Regions from separate parts of the Sus scrofa genome. Here region 1 is linked to region 2. A link is a contact called in public Hi-C data. All regions are on one chromosome and are shown on one strand. The core of a region is the stretch at or near the end of the contact, and the rest is flanking DNA. Distances in the headings are between cores, read along the strand shown.

What was found. Hi-C and Micro-C count contacts between places; a contact is called where the count stands out from the background.
Region 1: a Hi-C map of embryonic fibroblasts shows a contact between it and region 2, with 4 times the contacts expected there. A contact is called at or near these places in 1 of 5 promoter capture datasets (fetal skeletal muscle), 8 of 47 Hi-C or Micro-C datasets (adipocytes, embryonic fibroblasts, heart right ventricle and 4 more) and 1 of 2 datasets of targeted methods (skeletal muscle).

The regions. Positions count from the first base shown.
Region 1 is chr4:122,403,676-122,408,746 of Sscrofa11.1, forward strand. All of the region lies in intron 3 of ALG14 (UDP-N-acetylglucosamine transferase subunit ALG14 homolog), which reads left to right. Among named protein-coding and RNA genes, the nearest start is that of ALG14, 63 kb to the left of the region's middle.
Region 2 is chr4:122,501,525-122,506,523 of Sscrofa11.1, forward strand. CNN3 (calponin-3) reads left to right here and starts at 2,926. Exons shown (of 8, transcript XM_003125902.5): 1 at 2,926-3,197. The coding sequence starts at 3,141.

The DNA.
Region 1 (5,071 bases), core at 2,391-4,890, 97 kb before region 2:
AAAACCCAGCTCTGTATTGTACGTGCATTTAGCAAGTCTGATGATGGTCAGAGTCTACCGTGAGGAGTGACTTTATGTGAAAATCCTCCCACGTATCTGATTTCTTATGACTGACAAATGGCTTTTCCCAGCTGCGTGGTGAAAATACCAGCTGTGCCACTGACACATTGGCTGGGTGACAACCTGTAGCTGCTTCCATCCACAAATGAGGTATTTAATTTAAATGTTGTGGTTTCTGTTTCACATTTTGAGCGACCTCAGAACAAAACCGGTGTCAAAATTAGGCTCTATATTATCAGTGAGAGATTGCTTTGAATTGTTTTTTTTTTTTTTTCCACGTGAAGAAGGGATTCTCTGCTGCTTGAGAATGATTTTTCTTTCTTTTCTAAGTTGATCTTTTTTCCACTTGGCAAACATTACGTTTTTCCTCTCTGCAGAAGCCCGTGTGGCTTTGCCTACTGTTTTTCTCTCCTTTCATTTTGTCTGCGTCCGCCTCGGAGTTGTCCTCTTTCCAGCCCATCACAGGCACACATGAGATCGGGGCCCGGTGGGGCCTCTTCCTTTCGAGGTGAAAGCTAGCGTGTTTTCCTAAGGATAACAATGTGGCTACAGTGAAGACAAATAAAAGTTGAAGGGAAAATGCAGTTGAGAGAGGGTAAGAATAAGAGAAACGTGATGGAAACAAAACCTTTTCCAAGAAAGGACTGATGTGTAGTCACAGGCAGTGAACTTAGGGAGACCTGGCCTTGTGCAGAGGGCTGGTGGGAGGCCCCGGTGGCTCAGTGAGAATAGAGGGTGGGGTCCAGAGGAAGGAAATCTTTGAAAGGATCTTCCATTTTAATGCGTAAATGAGTCCCAGAGCCAGCCAGGCTCACCGCCTTCCAGCGCCTATTTTAAAGTTGCACGTGCATCAGTATAGCTCTATTTTTGTAGCGTCTGACAATCACTAAAGTGCCATTCTTGTTTAGAATTGTTAAAAATCTCCCTTTGGTCCCAAGGTGAAAAGAGAAGATGCACAAGGCATTGAGCGTGGACTGGGAGCGCTTAGGAAGGGCTGCTGCGGTCCAGGTCAGGTGGGGTCATTAAAGGTCTTGGAGATGTCTGGAACTCGAGTTGGTTTGGAAGTAGCTTGGGGACTTTTTGAAATCTGAATTCCGACGGTGAACTCCTTGAGGAAAGGTAAGATGTATTACTCATCCTGGCAGTCCCAGTCCTGTTAAAGGGCTCGGGGCGTGCAGGAGTTCCGCCAATACCAAAGGAGAGAAGTTGGGTTGGAGGGCTGTAGGAAAGATGGAGTCAGAGAAGCTGTTATAACCTAGTGATGACGGCATAGAGCTTTTCAGTGGGGTGGAAAAAAGAGAACAGGGGGAAAAAAAGTTGCATAACTGCTCCTTGGCTAACTTTTGCACCCACTGAATTAATCGCTGGAATTCATCTAAGGATTTTCTTTCCTTTTTTGTTTTCAATTGAAGAGTAGTTGATTTATAATGTCATCTCAGTTTCAGGTGTACAACACAGTGATCTGGATGGGTGGATGGATGATAGCTATAGATGCAGTTACAGATGTATTATTTTCCCGTATAGGAGATTATAAAACATGCAGTATCGTTCCCTGTGCCATACTGTATGTCCTTGCTGGGTATCTGTTTCATGTATAGCAGTATACGTTAATCCCATCCTCCTGAGTTATCCATATGCACTCCCACCACCCCCACACCCCACTTCAGGATTTTCTTGGTAGCATATTTCTGAAGCGTTCCAGAGTGTCTTTGTCAGAGCAATCAAAAGGAAGTGGCAGAAATTGCTCATGCATCTTAAGCAGAATACAATTGCTTTGCTTTCTGTCTTTTTACTGAGATAAAATGAACCATTTTAAAGTGTACGATTCAGTAGTGTTTAGTGCATTCACAGTGTTGGCTCTCACCTGTATTAGGTTCCAAAATATTTTCATCAACCGTAGCTTTACTTTAATGCCTGTGTATAATGAAACAACGTAGAGTTTTTTACTTTAAAAAAAAAAGAAGAAGGAGATTGAAACCTGGATAGTGTTTCTAACAGCCTCTGGAGAGTTCTCAATGCCGTCTTCTTCAGAGTCTGTTTTTTGAATTTCTCGTTTTCCTCCCCACAAGTCATTGAGTAAAAACATACCTTTTTAGGCTGGCATTTCCTGTTTGGTAGTTTGGTTTTTGGTGATTTCTTTTTCTCCTGTGCTCCTGGTAAAATTCTTTTTTTTTTTTTTTTTTTTTTTTTTTTTTTGTCGCATGAAAGCAGTGAGGCCTCCTGGTCGAGGATTTCTTTTTCTGCTGTTAGATGTTTTGGAAGTTCAATCAGCAGCAGAAAGCTTATCATTCTCTACCTGGAACATGAGAGTTGAGGTTTCACTTTTACCAGGACAGCATTTTATAGGGGACGTAAGCCAAGTGCCTCTCGTCTGCATGGATCCTTGCCACAAGCTCAAAAGGGAAAACTCTGATTTTCTCTAAGACGCATGGGCAAATAATTATAAAAATATTCTTCGGAAGGACCTTATAATCAGGGATGAGGAAACTATGATTATCCTAGATTTACCAAGAGGAATGAGTAAACACCTTACAAATTTTGAACGTTGTTGTGGCTTAACAGGGAAAGAGCTTTTGTAGTGTTGTTTAGAGGAGTAGAAAGGGTCCAATTAGAAGCAGGTTAGAGAGCTGAAGAGCTCTTTCAAAAATAGCAAGACGTTCCCTGCTGGAAAGACCTTTGAATTACAGAAAGAACATGTCATGATTGATCATTCCTTTTAAGAAATGTGAATACCAGATTTATAAGTTTCATATGCCTATTATGTCAGAATTTCCATATTCTGCCATAAAGAATGAAATCTGCAGTGGGATCAGCTGTAGAATTGCAAAGGGCAGCAAATTCCATGTTAGCAGAATACCATTTTGCATTCTTGGTCTTCCTGAAATCACATTTAAGCCATTATACAAATCTTCGACAAAGCACTTTTTAAAAAAATGTTTATAGCTGACAATTTGTTAAAAAAAAAAAAAAACAGGTTTGCTTTTAAGGGGTAAATAATTACTTTTCTCTAAAGACAGGTGTCTCATGCTCTAATCAGTTGTGTCCACATCTTCAAAGCTCCAGATGCTATTTTTCAAAAGATTTGCTTATACAATACAGCATTTGTAGATAAGTCTTATTAGTGGAAGCAGTGCCCAGAGCTCAGGGGACTTAGTTGGTTGCTATTTTATTATTCCCAGGCCAACTTTCCTGTTTCAGCTTTTCAGGGAGCCCTGGTTCATCTCTGTGAAGTCCCACGGGGAAGAAAAATGTCCCTCACTGCTTCAGACGAATGGAGAAGAGAATTGGGGTGGGACGGGGGCTAGGGGTGGGGCGGGGCTCTGGGTTTCCATCCGTTCTGTGGGAATGGGCTGAGGCTTGTATACAGCAGACTTCCAGTCTTAGGGCACAGAAGAGTTCCTTATATTTATTATGTAGGTTTCATCAAGAGTTCACCCTGAGTATTTGCCTTACATTTTTTCTTAATGTCTCCACATTATTCTCTTTGGTTTGTGTCCACTATGCCTTGGCCGTGGTACAGGAGGAAATATGCCATACTGGGAATCAGGAGGTTTGGGTTTTTCTCTCAGCTTTGTGAATCATCAGTTAGCCTGTCTGAGCTTAGTCTCTCCTCCCGATCAAATGGACGTAAGAGGCCACAGTAGACCTGTCAGATGCACTTGCTTTTGAACTGGCCACTCCCTCTGCGGGAAGGCGATTGGTTCCCTGCCTCTAACTCCTATCTGAGTGACCGATGCTCCCTGGAGTGCCTGCACCTTATAGTAGCTTAGACAGAGTGATGCCCAAAAAGTATTTTTAAAATTATGATGAGGACTTAGCTCTGAGAGTCCTTCTGGGGTTCCTTGGAGCTTATTTAAGGAGCACCTGTCACCCATACACACACCCTCTGCTGCCCTGCTCAGTTCACTGATCTTCCCTCTCCTGTCTCTACAAACTGTGACCAGTCTTTGTTTTTCTTCCTCTTTCTCACTCACACCTCTGTCCTCCCATTGGGATTCATGCTGAAAGCCCCTGGGCTTTGGCCTGTTAACCTCCTTTTTTCCCAGCTGCCTTGATCAATTTCTGCTGCAGAAATTCTTCCCTTAGGTCTGTTGGGAAATAGGACTTCATGTTAATTTTCCACACTTCTCCCAGTTTTTTGTCCCTAAACTAGCATACTTACCTTTGTTTTAAGGGTTCTCTTGCTATGGACTATAGGAAGGAGGTAGCTATTAACAAAAATCATAAGCATTATTGGAATTAGGTGCGTAAGAGCTTATGCAGTGCTGATAGACTTTATTCAAATAAACCGATAAGATCTTTCTCAGCGCCTTTTCTTTGTCTACTTCAATGAGCTCTTTCTTTTTCTTTCTTTTCTTTTTTTTTAAATGAGCCCTGTCTTTTTTCTTTTTCTTTTTTCTTTCTTTCTTTCTTCCTTTTTTTTTTTTTTAAAGAGACTAGGCCTCCTGCCTTCTCTTTTTATCAGCGATTTCTGAAGCACACTGATGACCCTTGGGTCACACGTGGATGCAAACATATTTTGTCTGATTCACTGGCATTTGTACCACATGCTTATTTCAGATATCTCACTTTGCACAAGAGACCATATATCTGGCTCTTTGTGAAAAATGACAAGGGTGGGTGACTCCAGGCCAGAGCTGAGCAGTGACGGCCCCTTCTGGGGTACATGCTCCCCGTAGCCTCTTACCTCTGGCTGTTTCATTTGCACAGGTTCCCTGAGTGGAGTATGTTTGTGTCCAGCTTTCACGCCTTTGACCACCATAACGGGCAGTAGCAGTGCAAAGGGGTGGTCAATAGGCCTCCTACACCTGGAGAGTAAATGCAGGCCATGCGAGTGAAGGGATTGGGCTTACTGTGCACCCCGAACCCATACTCCTTAAGCTGCCAGGGCTCTTGTGACAGAATAGTTACCATTCACTAAATTATTTATATCTTGGTGGATTTTTATGTACAGAGATCAGTGTGTATCCGCATACTCCCCTGCCTATTTATTTACTTATTTATTTTAAAT
Region 2 (4,999 bases), core at 1,676-4,175:
CTGACACATTCTATTGTTAGACTTGGATCAGGTTTTTCTAAATCTGTCCTGGCAACGATCAGTTAATGATGCATACCATATGATAAGAAATCACAAAAGATGGGCAAAAGATGGAACAAATACTCCATGAAGAGATAAACTCATGACAAAATACGCACAGGAAAAGATGCCCAACATCATTACCTATTTTGGAAACAAAAATTTAAACCAGTGAAATACCACCTCACCTTAGCTATTAGAATGGCTAAACCTAAAAAGACTGACCCTACCAAGTGTGGCTGAGCATGTAGAAAAGCTGGAACTCTTATACACTGCTGGTGGAATGTAAAATGGTGCAATGACTTTGGGAAAAGTTGACAATTTTTTTTTTTTTTTTTTTTAAGGGCCGCACCTGAGGCATACGGAGGTTCTCAGGCTAGAGGTTGAAATGGAGCTGCAGGTGCTGGCCACAGCCACAGTAATGCCAGATCCTCAACCCACTGAACAGCGCCAGGGATCGAACCTGCATCCTCATGGATACCAGTTGGGTTCATTACTGCTGATCCACAACGGGAACCCTGGCAATTTCCTAAAAAAACTTATATCTTTCATGTGATCCGGCCATTCCACTCACAGGTATTTATCCAAGAAAAGTGAAAGCATATGTCCATCAAAAGACTTGGCCATGAATGTTCATACCACTTTATTTGCAATGGAAAACTGGAAACAGCACAGATGTTCATCCACAAGGAAATGTGTATCAATACTGTGATATATGTATATAAATATATCTTTGTAATGGAATACTACTCAGTCATAAAAAGGAATGAACTATTATGTATGTTACAATGTTAAGGAACCTCAAAATAATTTGCCGAGTGAAAGAAGCCATTTAAAATGGACACATTGTGTGGTTCCATTTATATAAAATTCTAGGAAACAAACTGTTATGGAGAGACAGAATATGTATCAGTGGTTGCCTGGTCAGGTTGGGTAGCAAGGAGGAAAATGAGGCAGGGGTTAAAAAAAAGACTCATTTTTAAGTCTATAGTGGCATTAAGCAAATTTGCTTTGTTTTGTGACTCTCGCCACTGTCCATTTCCAGAACTTTTTCCATCAGCCCAAACCAAACCTTTGTACCCATTAAACAACTCCTATTAAACAAAACTCACATTTTTGTCCAAAAGTTTTCATGCTAAACTCAAATATGATTCTTATATATTCTACAAGGAATGAACTTTAGATGAAAATGATTCTGACCCTAAGTTCTCCGTCTCCACTGTGATGAAATGGTCAGGCTTACATCATAGCGGGCATGGCATATGATAGAGCTGTGATTTGTACCTCAAATCTGGCTGCCATTTCCCACACTCCTTACACACAAAGAAAAGTAGGTGAGGTCTTATCCATGACACCCGGGCCACTATCACACTACCGGAAAAACAGCCCAAACTCCTTGCTTCACTAATCGCAGGTCAATTGTGTCATCTTTGTGTGGGAAGAGTGACCTAATTATCATTCCTACCTGCTGACTAAAGTAGCATATCACTTGTAAGTCATTCATTTTCCTACCAGTTAGCCCTCTCCGCTCCATTCCTCCCTCCATTCAAAAGTCTGAAAAGCTAATAGCAGTTTGGGACTTTTTCCTTTAAAGTTGCCTTATTCATTTCCGTTCCAGGATGGCTCAGCTTCGGTAAGATATTTGGCTCTCTTCTTCAGCACGTCGCCACACCTGGTTCCAGGATCTGTTCTGAGAGCTAAACAGAACTCTCCTAGGAGGATCTCAGGGGTGGAAAAGCATGCCTGAGAAAGTGATGGAAAGAGGCAAAGCTTTGGGAGCGGGCTGACCTCAGGCAGGATACTTAGGTCTCTGACTTGCCGCTTTCTCGCAAGGGGTATGATGTCCAGCCACCGGTTGTTTGAGGGGAGTAAATGTGATAAGGTTGGGAAGGCATCTAGTACAGTGCCCCGCGCCCAGGCAAGTAAGTGAGGGAAGTTCTGTTCCCTTCTATCAAATTTCTTTAAAATGAGAGGGAAAGAAAGTAGGAAGCCCGACCATGAAAGAATGGAGGTCGCTTCCGGCCTAAAGGATACAAGGATACTGGTATACAAAGATCTGGTTCAAAGAAGCCTCCAGATTAAAAAAAAAAAAAAAAAAAAAAAAAAAAAAAAAGTAGAACAGCCACCTGGGTTTTTGGATTAGCTGAACCCCGGATAAAGATGCTTGTAAAAACGAGCTGGTGCGGATCCAGAAAAGGTCTTGAAATGCCCAGGCTTTGCCAGGTTTTTTTTTTCCGCGCAGCATACCCAGAGTGAGCTCGAATTTGGCTAAAAGCCTTGACTGTTCCCATGGCGGCAGCAGGGCAGAGGTCAGACCAACAGGTGTGGGAAGCTGCGAGGTTAGGGACGAGAAGCAGGTGCCACGGGAGCGACCCCCCCCCCACAACCCCTTTTCTCGGGCACAGGGCCTCTAAGCCTGCTCCCGGTGTTTCCCGCTGCGGGTGGAGGGACCCTGCCTGCCACCTGCGCGCGCCGGGCCTGCAGCCGGGAAGCCGGCCGAAGCAGGCGGGGGGGTCCGCGGCGGGCCGGCCCTGGTGGGCTTCCCTCCTCTCCGCCGGCCCGGAGCGGATGCCTGGAAGAGGACCTGAACGCTGCGCCGCCGGGAAGCCACCGGGCGCAGGGGAGGGCCGGCTCCCACGGTCGGGCGGGCCTCGGCGGGCCAGGCCCGGAGGAGGGGCCGCCTCGCCTCGGGCCTCGGTGGCGTGAGGGCGGGGACGGGGGCCCGGGACCCGCGCGAGGAGGGAGCGCGGCGCCCTCCGCCCTTCAATTGGCCGCGCCGCCCCCTCGCGGGAGAGGCGGGAGGGGGCGGCCCTCCATTGGTCGGGCTCGCCGGCCAATCCCTGAAGGGCCGGGGGAGGCGGCGGGGGGCAGTTCGTGCGGGACTCCGGCGCCGACTGGGAGCCTCTGCGGGACCTCCTCCGACCGAGCAGCCGAGGCACCGCCCCGCGCCCGCCGTCGCGTCCGGACGACTCCTGCACCGCCCAGGGGAACGAGCTCCGAGCATCTCGGGGTGCGGCCACTCCTCGGGGCCAGGAGCGTGGAAGCCAAGTGCTAGGAACCTCCGGACCCGAGCTCAGCCTCTTCCCGCCGCCCGAATCATCATGACCCACTTCAACAAGGGCCCTTCCTACGGGCTCTCGGCCGAGGTCAAGAACAAGGTACGCCTGGGCTAGCGTGGGGCGGGATCCTGGGGCGAGAGGTGGGATGCAAGGCACCGCCCGAGGGACCATGGGACCGGGGCGCCGCTGGGCCGCGCTTCGCCCCGCGCGCCTTGGCTGGCGGGCTTCGTGGAGAGGAGATGTCGGGGCGGCGTGAGAGTTGCTGCGCGTCCCGGTCCTGTGCCCTCGCTCGAAGCGCCGGCTCCCAGGCGCTCTCCTGGCTTTGTTCCAGCGCCGCGGGCCACGACTGGCGGCGGGCGGTGGGTTCCCGGGCTCCTGGAATCCCGCAACGCCGGCCCTCGGCTCCAGGAGCGGATCGCGGCTGCAGGACGCACCCCTCCGGGAAGAGGGCGCTCCTGCGTGGCCATTCGCCCTTAGGTGGGGCCGGTCGGCGCGGCTGGGGACCCAGCGAGCAGCCTCCGCCATCCACCTCGGCCCGGGCCCCTGGCCGACCCTGCACCTTCTCCCACTGCAGCCTCCGGGCGGAATTCAAAGCCTTGAGTAAAGTTAGGCGGTTACGTGGCGGAGCTGGGTCTCCCATTGTTCCTCGCGTCTTCCCGGGGTGGGAGATCGCCGAGCGTCCCACGGACTTCAGGGGCCACCGGGGCAACGGAAGCCGTCCAGGACCCTGGGCGGTTTTCGAATCCCTAAGGCGCTTGTTGCTGCCCTGCTGCTTCTGCGGGCTGCGGAGACAAAGCCTGAGCGCGCCGCTTTGGGCATATCTGCTGTAGACTTGAGGGGTTTTGTTTTAATAAAACGCCGAGAAGTTTGTAGTACTTTAGCCTCTAACGACGTCAGGGAAAGCTTCGTGGGCTGCTTTTGTTTCGGGTTCCTTGCTGAGGCGGGCTGTAGTTTGGAGTGACTGGGCTTTGGTAACGCTTGGTTTTGCCCCTTTGCCCACCGTTGGGTTTATCCTTGGGACTTTTGGTCTGGGAAAGAGATGAGAGGCGTCCCCCTCCCCAAATCCTCTCTTTCCTTCCTCCCTCCCTGCATTCCAAGCCCATGACATCAGGGGTTTCTGGGGGGAGAGACCGGCCAATCGGCGCGGCACTGCGCACAGAACGCTCATTGTCTCCTTTCTGCTGTTCTGGCCAAAGCGCCACAAAGGAGGGCTGCTGTGGTTTCATTCCCATTAACCATCCGGGAGCCGAAGCATGTCAGGATGGCCACCGCACCGTCCTACCGCTGGTAGAATGCACTGGCATTGTCAGAGCTGTGCCATCCCAGTGTTCGCGGTGCGGAGTGGGTTAGATAAAAGCCAGGGAGGGCACCACTGTCACACCCTAGGGAATGGAGGAATTATGGCTTATGTGTAGAGACTGTACATATGCCCTGCATATCGCCCCTGCTGCATAGTTTTCCATCAGATTGTAATCCCGCTGTTCATAAATTCTAAACATCTTTGAAGCCAAGGAGCTGATTTTAGTCTCTGTCTCTAAAAGCGAAAAGTTTCGGTCTTTTACCTTGTCAAGTGTGTTCCTCACCCATGTGAGAAAACGGTTTTCTTTAAAGAGCAGAAAAGTGAGTGGTTTGTGTATGATGGATTACCAAGCCCACGATTTGAAAACGTGCAAAATACTGCTCTGTTCTTTCCAAGGTTTACAAGCAGAGCTTTAGGAATCCTTTCAGAAGACACACAACATCCAAACTGCTGGAAGCGATACCCTGGCCTGGCGTGTGCGCATTCATTTAAATTCAAGCTTGTGATTCTTGGCTGGCAGCTGTTGAGCCTCTACCTTTTGCATTGTAAATGAGGTTCAGATAACTTTGGCAGTCCTTCAGATGACTGACTTCTCTTGGAT